Regions from separate parts of the Muntiacus reevesi genome. Here region 2 is linked to region 1. Evidence: chromatin contacts called from public Hi-C data. All regions are on one chromosome and are shown on one strand. Each heading gives the region's core, a stretch centred on a gene start, on an enhancer-like site or on the middle of the called end of the contact. The rest is flanking DNA. Distances are from core to core; before and after follow the strand shown. Region 1 holds the start of POLD3 (DNA polymerase delta 3, accessory subunit). Region 2 holds the start of PGM2L1 (phosphoglucomutase 2 like 1).

Evidence for each region. Hi-C and Micro-C count contacts between places; a contact is called where the count stands out from the background.
Region 2: a contact with region 1 is called in a Hi-C map of muscle, with 6 times the contacts expected there. The contact joins the promoter of PGM2L1 here to the promoter of POLD3 in region 1. A contact is called at or near these places in 2 of 3 Hi-C or Micro-C datasets (blood and muscle).

The regions. Positions count from the first base shown.
Region 1 is chr9:37,448,897-37,455,116 of mMunRee1.1, reverse strand. It overlaps POLD3 (DNA polymerase delta 3, accessory subunit), which reads left to right and starts at 2,740. Exons shown (of 12, transcript XM_065945193.1): 1 at 2,740-2,889; 2 at 4,392-4,447. The coding sequence starts at 2,830.
Region 2 is chr9:37,589,793-37,596,012 of mMunRee1.1, reverse strand. It overlaps PGM2L1 (phosphoglucomutase 2 like 1), which reads right to left and starts at 2,196. Exons shown (of 14, transcript XM_065944454.1): 1 at 1,805-2,196. The coding sequence starts at 1,915.

The DNA.
Region 1 (6,220 bases), core at 1,491-3,990:
TAAAAACAGAAGACTGATGATAAGGAAGGTCTGAAATAGAGCAGGTCCCGGGAGATCAGAAGGATGATGGAGACATTTCCTCATGGGATAGGGAACAGGGAGACGAGGAGAATCAGTTTGGGGAGAGTCTTCCATCTGATTTTGTCTCTTATTCTATGGAGTTTTGGAAGAAATACTGAAAGGTAAGATGCTTCAAATTAGTCAACCCAAAGTATATGGAGTGTTTACTAGATAAAATCCTGTCTCTAAAGACTGTACACATAGGAATGCATGGCGCCTCCCTTTGGGGTCTCCAGCAGCAGTGTTCTTTGCAAGTCTCAAGCCTGTTTAGGATCTGGGCTTGGTCCTAACTTTTGTCCACAAAAGGTCACCCCTTGTCCCCTATTTCTGATCACTGGGACTTTGAAGGCAGCTGCATCTCCCCAGTTAACTTACCAATAATGCTCCCCCTGCTAACAGACTATGTAACCGTTTCAGAGGGGGCTGGAGAGGAAAGACAATACCTTCCACAAACAATGTTCTGAAAACCAACAAAAGGGATTATAGAGCAGAACAACGTTTAATTCAATTCCATTCATCCATCCATCTTCTGCCATTTAGTTATCAGTCAACAAATATTTGTTAAGGGCCTACGCTCTGCCAGCAATGGCCACGCTGGGTGCTGGGAATTCAGGGGGAAAAAGGCCTTTGGAAAAATTTCCATTCAATGGGAATTGAGGATGTGTCACATGCTCTCCTCCTGCAGATTCAGGCTTGCAGTTTCAGAGGGAATCCTGACTGAGGATCTTCTACATAGAAAAAACTCCAGAAGGCCTATCATCCTTCCTTCCCAGACAAACACCCACCACCATCTCCCACCCCTGTTGCTTAGGCAGACTTGTTGTGAAAGTCATGATTCTCACCCCACTCTCCTATTTCACAGAGTTAATTAGCCAGAGTTGTCTCTATGCTCTATCTTCAGCTCCTTTTCTCATTCTTCCTCACTTCTTGAATCACTGAAATCTGGCTTTGGTGCCTCTTTCACTCCACTGCCCAATGTCACCAGAGAGTGTGTTAGTCACTCAGTTCCAGGATTCTCTGTCCATGGGATTTCCCAGATAAGAATATTGGAGTGGGTTGCCATTTCCTTCTCCAGGGGATCTTCCCAACGCAGGGATTGAACCTGGGTCTCTGTCACTGCAGACAGATTCTGTACCATCTGAGCTACCAGCAAAAGCAATGTCACCAGTGTAAGTGTGTGTGTTAGTTGCTCAGTTGTGTCTGGCTCTTTGTGACCCCATGGACTGCCCAGCAGGCTCCTCTGTCCATGGAATTCTCCAGACAAGGGTACTAGAGTGGGTAGACATTCCATTCTCCAGGGGATCTTCCTACCCAGGGATCTAACCCAGGTTTCCCACATTGAAGGTGGATTCTTTACCATCTGAGCCACCAGGGAAGCCTGCCAATCCCAAGTACAGATACTAACTGTTGATTTCATTGTATGCAGGTATGGTACAAGGGTTATGTATATATTATCTGGTTTATAACTCTGGCCAAATAAAATTCTTTAATTTTCTCATCTGCACTTTCTCTATCTTCATATCTCACAGTCAAAGACATCACTATTCACATTGATTTAGGTTCCAAGTCTAGGCAATTTTTATTACTGTCTTTCTCATTCTCCACTCATCTAACTCATTAGCGGGTTTTCCTGACTCACAAACAAAAGGGAACCAAGTTACTGGGTTCTCAACTTCTAGTACAAATGATACTATTTGTAAGCTACATTTGGGCAGGCTCCCTGTGTTATTGATCACAGCTGTTATGTGTAGAGCAATGCTTGGCCCCTACTAGGCTTTTGCTAACCATATCCTGAATGAATGCATGTTGCAACAAACATTTGAAGTGATGCTATTACTATATCCATCTTATAGATGGGGAAACAGGCTTGCAGTGATTAAGCAATTTGCCTAAGTTCACACACCAAATATCAAAACCAGGATTCAAATCCAGGGTCTGACTCTAGTGCCAGCTCCATTATTCACGGTGCTGCCCTACTGAAATACACAGTTTAAAGGAAGGATTTTTTTTTTTAGCTGATATTAGGAGAAATTTTATTTGAAATTCCCCAATTCTTGAGAATAAAGTTCACGTGCCCCTTCACGCAATCTTGTAGGCACCGCATAGTTTGACTTCTTCGTTCGTCTCATCTCTCTTCGTGTCCTTTTCTCCCATTTCAACTATAATGAAAACTTCTCTTCCCAGCAACAAACACTCCCTCTCTCATCCATTCTGGAAAAACTTCCCCTAATTTCTCAATTCTGAGAGATTATAACAGGCAGTACTTATCCCAGCTGGCAGGACTTTACTAAAATAGTTACTTCTGTCTTTATTGTTCACTGCTGTGTCCCAGTGCCTAGGAAGTGGCTGGAAACAGACGAGGTACCTAGTTAATATTCATTGACTAAATGTGTGACAGGGCAAGGATTATTTTATCAGTTTACGGGTGGAAAGACCACGGTCCCTAGAGAGGTGAGGTATTTTGCGGTGCGTCAGCCACGAACTGGCAGAGCCTGGATTCGACACTAGGGTTCTACAGGCAGCCGTTCCAGACCACGCCTGCGCTCCTCGTTCCTCACTTCCGTCAGTTCCTATTAGCTCCACCTACTTCAGCCTGCGCCGTCTCCGAGACTAGTTTGACCCTCTAGCGGCCGCCGTAGCGCGTCGCCTTCGTTGCCGTGGGAAACGACCCGGGACCTGGGAGGGAGAAAAGACGTTTCCCGCCGGCGGGAGCTGCGGTTGTGGCGGCTAGGGGAGCTCAGCTGCGGCGGGGCACAGCGCCGCGGCACCATGGCGGACCAGTTTTATCTGGAAAATATAGACGAGTTCGTCACGGACCAGAACAAGATCGTGAGGAGCTAGGACTGGGGAATGCGGGCGTGCGACTGGGGTTTTGGGCCCAGTGAGGGCGGCAGGGGCCTTGATCCCTCTGCGTGTGGTTGCATGGGGCTGGTCCAGTGGAGACGGTCCCCATTCCTGGTGCCCCAGGCAGAGCGAGGACTCGCCGGGGAGGACTTCTGCCCCGCCGGCAGATCCAGGTTCCTCGGGTGGGCGTCCTGGGCTCTGCGCAGACCAAGGGCCACGGAGGTCGGGCGGGGAGGGAGGAGCCTTGATTGATGTTTCTAAGGCGTCTTCTTCACACGTTTCCTGCAAGGTGGTTGGCGTTTGAAGTCTCAAGTTTACAGTTGAGGAAATTGTGTTTTGACCGAGTTAAGTAACAAGTTGTTTAATCTGACCGTCAGTTGGTTTCGTTTTCCTGGAAGTTTGTTATTGATTCAGGCTTGACCTCCCTCACAGGGTTGAAGTAAAGATCAAGTGAGACGATGGATGTGAGAGCGTTTCTCAAATCGTGATGATTGAGAGCCCACTGTGAACTTTGGGTACACGTTATTGCGTGTACTTTTTACAGTGAAGCATAGAGGTCGGTGGAAGTAGCCTTAGAAAAGGTAGTTGGAGCAGAGAGGCCAAATAACTTGTGGTTAGTAAGGGATAATCCGTCTGCAGGAGACCTAGGTTTGATGCTTGGGTTGGGAAGATCTCCTGGGAGAAGGGAACGGCAACCCACTCCAGTATTTTTGCCTGGAGAATTCCATGGACAGAGGAGCCTGCTGGGCTATAGTCCATAGGGTCACAGAGGGTAGGACACGACTGAGAGCCTAACACACACAAGGGATAATCAGTTTTCCAGACTGTGTTCTGCTAGTGCTTTCCTCTACATCACACTGCCTTTGCCCAGCCTATGCTCAGTCTTCTAGTTACTGGAAACTCAGCGTTTAGAATTGAAAGACTTTGAGGGGAGGGTGACAGGTTACAAGGAAGTGGCAAATGACAGTTGAAGGAAGGATGGGAGGAAGAGCAAAGCTTGATGCCAGTAATTCCCAATCTAACCTCTGATAGAGTATTTATCCACTTCACTCATTCCCTGACCCCTGCACCATCTGTGCCTTTTAATATTTATGTGGCTGCAACTTTCTTCAGAAGTTTCTGAGTTGTACACTCCAAAGTAACTTAAGTTTCTGAGTGAGTTTGAGGATGATTTTTGGTGATGGCCCCATAAAAGGAGAGAAATGTGGAAAGAAGGACCAGGGTGAAACAGGGAGTGTAAGGAAATTGAGAGCTTTTCCTGTGTATATTCAACCTTTTTAGATTCTTGCATTAATCTATGATGCAGACTTCTTTGTAAAATAAATGTCTGAGTCCTACCTGCCCAGATGGATGTTTCTTGGCAAAACTGGGGTGGCATTTAATGTAATTTATAAGGCATAATTGCCTCAGAATCTTTAGGAGTCCTTTGGGCTGACCTGCGCTCTGCAGTCATCTAATAAACCTTTTTAAAAAACTCCTTCTTGTAGGTGACATACAAATGGCTGAGCTATACACTAGGAGTTCATGTTAATCAGGCCAAACAGTAAGTACAATTTATTACTAACTTTAATCAGATTGGAACTTTTTGTTTTGCTTGTTTGTTTTCTTTTACTTTGTTGTTAGCTTTACAGAGAGTCTCTTGATTAGAACGCCGCTCCCCCCCCACCCCCCACCCAGGGAAATGGGAAAGCGTAGTGTTTCTATTGCCTTTTACTGCTTTTGTCTATTAGTTAAGAGATGGGTGGATTTGTATACAAGTGTGTGGTGATATGTTTATTGGATTTATTTGTAGCCTTGCCTTCTGGTTAATCACTGTTATTTCAAAAATTTTATTAAATGGGCTAGCCAGTTCTGTTTACATCTCAGATTTCTATGTCTGTTATCTCAAACGTCTTCTTTGCGTTTTCACATGTGCTTCTTAGGTCTCTGGGTGTTATTGAAGTACTTCCATAATGAGGTCAACAGGTGTTTGACGCAGGCTGTATAACAGTATAAGACAGGGGAGAACACTTAAGAGAAACTAAAAAGGGAGGGTTTAGGATGACACCGAGTATTACCCTTCTTGAATTTTGCCCTATTACCTTCCTTGCTGAAAGTTGTAGTCCAACTTGGAATCAAAATGGAAAAGGCAGGATTTCTTCACCTGCAAATGTCCAGTGAGTAAGAATTGGTGAATAGACTGAGAGCACATATATTGAGTTAAATACTCATTTCATTTGCTTTATTCCTGATGGTGGTCTGATTTTTCCCTATTCTTTGAATCATAGAAACATTCTGTGAGTCTTAGAAAAATCCTTGATCTCTAGAATGGGTTGATTTGGCTTGCTGTTTGAGAGATACAGAAGTTTATTTTATGGTAAATCACAGTTTTTTTATTCTTAATGCCAGAAGCAGGGAGAAAAATCTTACATTCATGATAAACATTGCAACGAGGAATTCAGTCTTTATTTGTAATGGAAAGCCCCAGCTTCGTGTTCCTGTCTCGTGTACGTACATGTGTCCACCTGCTCTCAGGTGCTTGCACTCAGGCCACACGAGAACACGCGCTTCAGGGGGCTCCTGGGCCAGCTCTCCTGCCTGGGGAACTGAGGCAAACTAGCTGAGAGGAGGGTCTAGCTTACATAACGTATAGGTAGAAACTTGATTTCTAGACTCGTGCCCCACTCCCCCACTCCAGTCCCAGCAGGTATTTGAGGTTCACGTCCCTCCTCAGCTCCTCATCACAACAGTTAAGTGTTTACAGAGCTTCTAGGAGTTTTATTTATTTATTTTTGGCTGCGTTGGGTCCTCGTTGCTGGCGCGGGGGCTTTCTCTAGTTGCTGCAGGTGGGAGCTACTCGCTGGTTGCCGTGCACAGGCTTCTCACTGCTGTGGCTTCTCCTGTTGTGGAGCCAGGGCTCTAGAGCATGAGGGCTTCAGTAGCTGTGACATACAGGCTAAATTGCTCCATAGCTTGTGGGATCTTCCCAAACCAGAGATCAAACCTGCATCCCCTGCATTGGCAGATGGATTCTTAATCGCTAGACCACCAAGGAAGTCCCCTAGTTTTGACTGAGATGTTTACACCTTCAAGACTTAAAACTCTTGGCTCAGGGCTAGGTTTATACTGATTTTGACTGATTTTATAACCTATATCAGTATAGGTTTATACTGATTTTAACCATTACTACTAATATATAAGCCTATTGAGATTAAAGGTGCATATTAAGGACTGGAGATGAAATAAAGTTGCCTGGAATTTTACTGTAGCTACCCTTATTTCCTATAATTTTTATGGAATTAATACACACATTCTAGCCCTTGCCTGTCTACCAGCT
Region 2 (6,220 bases), core at 947-3,446, 140 kb before region 1:
AGATGGCTTTAAACAATAGCAATTAACTATATTAAACCTATAAAGATAACATTCATTTGTAATTTAGATTTCTCTGCTGAAGAGATATATATGGTCAGTTTACAGTATATATCATTTCACAGTATGTTAAGCCTTAGCTTTTTTTTCCTACTAGGCTTCCTCCTCCCTAATGAACCAAAAACAGAAGAGTAATCTGTAAATCTTCACTTTTGTATCCTTCCACAGCAAGGAACTATATTCACAGCAGGCAATAATAAAAACTGGCAAAATGGATTTAAAGTTATTCACATTTTTCACATCCTTGTAATCAACGGGATACCACAGATTTTGCATATGACTGAAAAAGGTGTGTGTACATATGTATTTTTTGTATAAATGGGCAAATCCTACAAAAAGGGTGTTAGCTCTCTAGTAGCTCATTCAGAACATTCTGGAGCCTTGCTACCCAAAGTGTGGTCCACAGACCAGCAGCATTGGTATCACTTGGGAGTTCATTATGAAGCAGAATCTCACACCACACCCCAGGCTTCATAAATCACAATCTGCATTTAAAGATCTCCAGGTGTTCTGCATGCACTTCAAGAGTTTGAAATGCACTGGTTTAGATTCCAGAGGAAGAATTAGAATGTCCAAGATACATATGACCACGTAATACTTAAACAAGTAATTGCATATTTGCTGGTCTTCCTTATTTGCTGACTTATTTTTGAGGGTAGGAACCCTTTCTAGCCTCCTCACCACTAGCGTACCCTGGACCCAACAGGCCCTGAAACATTACCCAATGCTCAATCGATATTTTTTGCTGAATGCATGAATGACTGAACAAAGTGAAAATAAAACTTTTTCAGAAGGCTAATAATCCTTTAGGAAGCTGAATAACATGATTTCACATATGACCACATTAATTCTTTAATTCAGTATTATTAATTCTATTTAAAATACGTTGCCGTCTCTACTTCAACAAACGCATTTAATATACTCGACAAAGCAAAAGCTTGGATAATTTTCCTCTATTGGAGCTAAGGGCCTCTTTTACAAGTGAGATGGCTGCATTTTAATACTAGCTCTCATATATCCATGCCATATGCCTCCGTAAGATGAAAACACCGCAACAATTTGGAGAGAGTACGGGTCGGGGAACAGAGGAGGAATGGATACAAGTCTGTATCATCGCATGAAACCTGGAAAACGTGATTTTTGGAAGAGGACACCTTCAGAAAATAACTTCTGGCCAGCGGAAAAAAGAGAACCCTTATCTTTCTCAAGAGCAAAAGGTGGTATTAGAGAATACACGGGAGCGGGAGCGATAAAAGACCAGCGACTACCTAGCGACGTAAGCTAGAAACACACCAGACCAGCGCTAAAGCAGATAGTGGTTAGATATCGTCCCAGAAGGTGGAAAAAAAAAACAACAAAAAACACCCACTTTCAGATTTGCAGAGAAGGAAGTCAAGGGAGAAGAAAGGGGAAAGGAAATCTCTCTATTAAGGGTATAACTTACAATGATGATGATGAAGATAATTTTTTTTTTTGAGAAAAGAGACACGACATACACTTGAAGGGGGGCGGGACGGGGGGAGGAAGGAAGGTAGTAATTTCTCGCCTTGCCCAGCTCAGATGGCCCCAGGGAGGCAGCCCAGGCAGAGGTGGGTGGCAACGCCCAGCTCCGCTAGCTCCCGCCGCCTGGCCTGAGCCATCTCCCCCAACAGCCTGCCGAGCACCGGGTGGGGACGGGCAAGGGCGTACACCGTGTGGGAGGACGTGCAGGAGGAGCGGGAGGATGCCCTGCCGACCAGGTACCCACCTTATCCCAACGGAGCCACTGCCCGATGGCTGTGTCTAGCTGAGGGTCCCCAGTGTGATAAGGGGCGTGGAGCAGGTTGGAGTTCAGGTCCCCCTCTGCGTTTTCAGTCATGGCAGCCAGTCTGGGGTGCGTGACTGGGGATCCAGCCAAGACACAGAGCTGGAGGAGCTTGACGTGCGCTCACCGGGATCTCGACGCCCCCTCCTCACTGAAAGGCATCGGAGACCAACCGCAGGACTTTTGTGCCAGGTCCTGCCGCAGCTTTGAGGAAACAGGAGAGAGGAGGGACGCGGCCGCCTACTTCCCACTAGACGAGCTCCTGGTCTCTCTGGGCGAACGGACTGAGGCGGTCCCACCTCGAGAGAACAACAGTCCCAGATGTCTGGGTTGTGGCCGCCGCCGCTACCGCCGCCCTCTCAGCTATAGGCCCCGCCCTCGCGCCTCTGGCCCCGCCCCTTCCCAGCCGATTTAAGCTCCCGGGACTCGAGGCGCGAGCCGGGAAGCGCGCTCCCGACGCCTTCCCAGCGGCGCGAGTTAGTACCCTGCTGCGGGGTGAGGAATAGGGGCAGGACCATTTTATTTCTTAATTTGCCTTTTTCCACATGTCTTATTCTTGTTACAATCCCCACCCACCCCCACGCGTCTCCTTTTCTGCACCAGACGCCATGTCCACCACTCTGAGCGCCCGTCGTTTTTTTTGTGAATGCCCATGGCGCGCGAAGGGCCCCTCCTGCTTCGTCTTGGGGAGCGCGCCTGGCGGGAGAGTGCGAGGGCTGTCCCCGCATGGCCTCACGGGAGTTGTAGTTCTTTTTTTTTCTCTCCCCCTAGAGGCGTGTAAAGACCACCGCAGACTACAACTCCCAGCAGCTCCTTGCCCTGCGTTTTCTCAAAGGAAAAAAGCTACACCTCTAGGCTGTTCCCTATAGAAACGCCCAGTCCGCGTTAGGTCCACTGCAGTTGTGTCCCTGGGCTTCAATTAGATTAAACACGGGCAGGTGCAGGAAGGGTACAGCTGATATCTATTCAGTGCTTTACAGTTTACGAATCGCCTTCTGTCGTCTAAACCATCGTGTGACGGAGTGAAAAGGAGGTGATCCATTCTCATTTTACACACAAAGTGGAAGCTGCCTCTGAGTGAACTGACTTTTTCAAAGAGGCGGAATTCAAAAGTAGTCGAACGAGCAATCCAACCTCATTTCAAGTCTCAGGTGGCAGATCATTTTGCTCTGCTGCTACAGTGGACTAGGAGGTAGGGAGAACAAGATAACTGGGGAGGGGGGGGGGCGGGGAAGCAACCAAGTTGTGAAAGAGGGAAGATGTGTCAGCATTTAACCATAACACAAGAATGAATTAGCGTTAGCGTGCAAAAAGCACTGGCAATAGGAATATGGAGCAAGAAGAAAGACTGAAAAGAAATAGTCTTAAATTTCTCTTTGTTTTGCCCTCCTCTCTTCTACAGAATGTTCACCTTTCAAGTCACAGAACAGGTGTGGGAGATGCTGACAAGTGCTTGCCTGTCATACACAGCTGCTCCTGAGTCTCTTGGTGTAGCTTCTTAAACAGTGGCTCTAGGATTTTAACCAAGTGACTCTTTCTTTCGTCAGTTTTTTGCAAGGAGAGTGTAATAGTATTTACACCTTGGCTGCAGTAACTTAAATGGCTTTAAAGTACTTGGAGGTTCACAGATAAAAGATATAATAAATTCAAAGAATTACTTTCCTTTAAAAATGCCATTTACCATAATAAAATCCCAAATACCAAGGTATAGAAAGATTGTAGTACCCATCCCTGAAAAATAGTGTGCCATAGTTGGGAATTACAGTTTTTGCTAGTCAGTTAAGTATTTCCTTTACAGAATCAGCAGGTTCTTTTATTCACACTAGGCCTGGGAAATACACATGAGTCCTGGAGAAAAATTCATCATTCACTATCATCACTATTATTGTCTGTGATGAATGTTAAGTAAACATGTACTCTCTGTGAAGTTTTATGCTAGGGGCTGAGGCTAAGAGAAAGTATATAATAAAATTGTTCATTGCAAAAAATAAAAAAATGAAAAGAATGAAATCTGTCTGGGAAGACCATATGTATACAAGAAAAGAGCTCATGATAAACAGCAAGTGCTTGCCGCAGACAACTGTTAAGAACTTAAGAGTGTGAGGTAGTCGGTAAGAGCATCAAGTGGCAGAAGGGACTAGCAATGGGCTTTAAAGGACAAAAAATTAATAAGTAGAGAAAACGGTAGAGGGCAGGGTCTCCCTAGGAGTTTGTCCTCTGGGACAGTGCCCCAGAGACTCTGAATCAGTACATTGGGATAGGGCCTAGGTACTTGCATATTTAACAAATACCTATTGATTGTGACATAAGTGTTCATAATCTTGCTACTCAGAGTGTGATAGGAGGACCAGTCTGTTGGTCCTCTGGGAGTTTAATAAGAAATAAAAAATTTCAAGCCCCATCCCAATTCTATTGAATCAGAATCAGCATTTTAACAAGATCCAATGATGATTTGTATATATATTAAATGTGATTAAACAGTGGTTTATGTAAGACAACCCTAATTCAATTCTGAGAAACACTACTGAGTCAACAGAACTTTGAAGAGGTGAAACTGTATAGGGCAAGTATAAAGGATGGGAGAAATACAAGTTTTAATTCAATACCAGACTCAACTAGTCCCCATTATTATCAGCAAGATCATGACAGACATAAACTAGTTACCAGAAACTTTGCCCAACATCTCCAACTTGTTGCTTAGGATTTGAAGGGTAACCAAGAGGACCCAGAACTCATCAAATCCAAGAAAAGTATCTAAGTGTGTCCAGAAGAGGGTGTATAATAGTTTTCCTAGTCAGGGAAGCTCAGAAACTTTCAGTTCTGTTGGAATTTGCTCAGAATCCTGTATTTTTATTTGCTAAATGTGACAACTCTGTGGTTATGAAAGAGAATATCTCTCTTGGTCCTAATATACACCCTTTATTTATAGTTTTAAAAAATCTAATTAAGATACTCAAAGCTCTCTTTTGGTTAGGGTAGCAAGAAATTAAATTTTCATCAATATCAGAGTCTCCCATCTCCAGCCCAGGCTTTAAATGATACTGGGGAAAGAGGAAGAGCAGTTAGCTCTAGATCATCAAGGTTCCTGCTAACATCTATGTTGTCCAGGGTCATAGTGGTCTTGAAGTCTGACAGCTTTCTCCTTACGTACCCTTCAGGTATGGCCTGGAAGCTTGACTGAGGCTACAAACCCCAAAGCTTCTGTCTAGGCACATGGCCATCCCTTCTAAATTCTACCAATTCCTTGAAACACCCCCAGCAAGCGGAGCTCAGGTCTTGTACCCTCCTGTGTTAAAACTTTAAAGGAAGAAATCTCTCATTCTGCTTGTGATCACTCTGAAAAGAGAAATATTTTCTTATTGTTCCCAAAAATGCTTGTCATAAATTCTCGTGAATACTGTATTCAAAAAAAAAAAAAAAAAAAGGAAGAAAAGGAAATGAGTATCTTGCAAGCAACTTTCTTCTTTTAGCTCCTTTACGTAAAACCTCTGCTGAGACAAGGGATACAACAACAACAAATAAGAAGTGGTTTTCTTTGTATAAGGGGAAAGATACAGAGCACACGTGGGATTAGGATGGAGCAAGGCAAAGAATCTAGGGTGCAAAATCTAAGGAGGCACTTCCTATTGGGTTTATGGAAGTGTAGAATTGGCCCCTGAGGATGTGTATCATTACAGATTTTAAAACACCTTTATTGAGATATAGTTCACATGCCGAACAATTTACCAATTTAATGTACACAATTTTATGTTGTTTTTTGTTTTATTCACAAACATCCCTACAGTAAATCTGGAACATTTTTACCACCTTGAGCTATATCCTGTTGCCCTGTCTCCCACTCCCAGACCTAAGCAATCATTAATCTACTTTCTATATTGGTTTCCTTGTTCTGAACTTTTCATATAAATAGAATCAGAGAACATGGGGTCTTTTGTGACTGACTTCTTTCACTTAGCCTAATGTTTTCAAAGTTTATCCATGTTGTAGATGTATCAGTGTTTCATTCCTTTTTGTAATTGAATAATATTCCATAATAGAGGTTTACTATATTTTATTGGTCTATTTATCCACTGATGGACATATTGCTGCTTTTTGGCTATTATGAATAATGTTGCTATAAACATTTATGTAGTTTTTGTGTAGAATGCTTTCATTTCCCTTTGGTATATACCTAAGAATGAATTTCCTGGATCATGTGCTAACTTCTATGTTTAATCATTTAAGAAACATAAGAAACAGTCAGACTGTTTTCCACAGTAACTGCACCATTTACCTTACCACCAGCAGTGTATTTGGGTTCCAGTTTCTCCATAGATTTTCCATAGACTTGTTAATATCTCAGTTTGATACTAGACATTT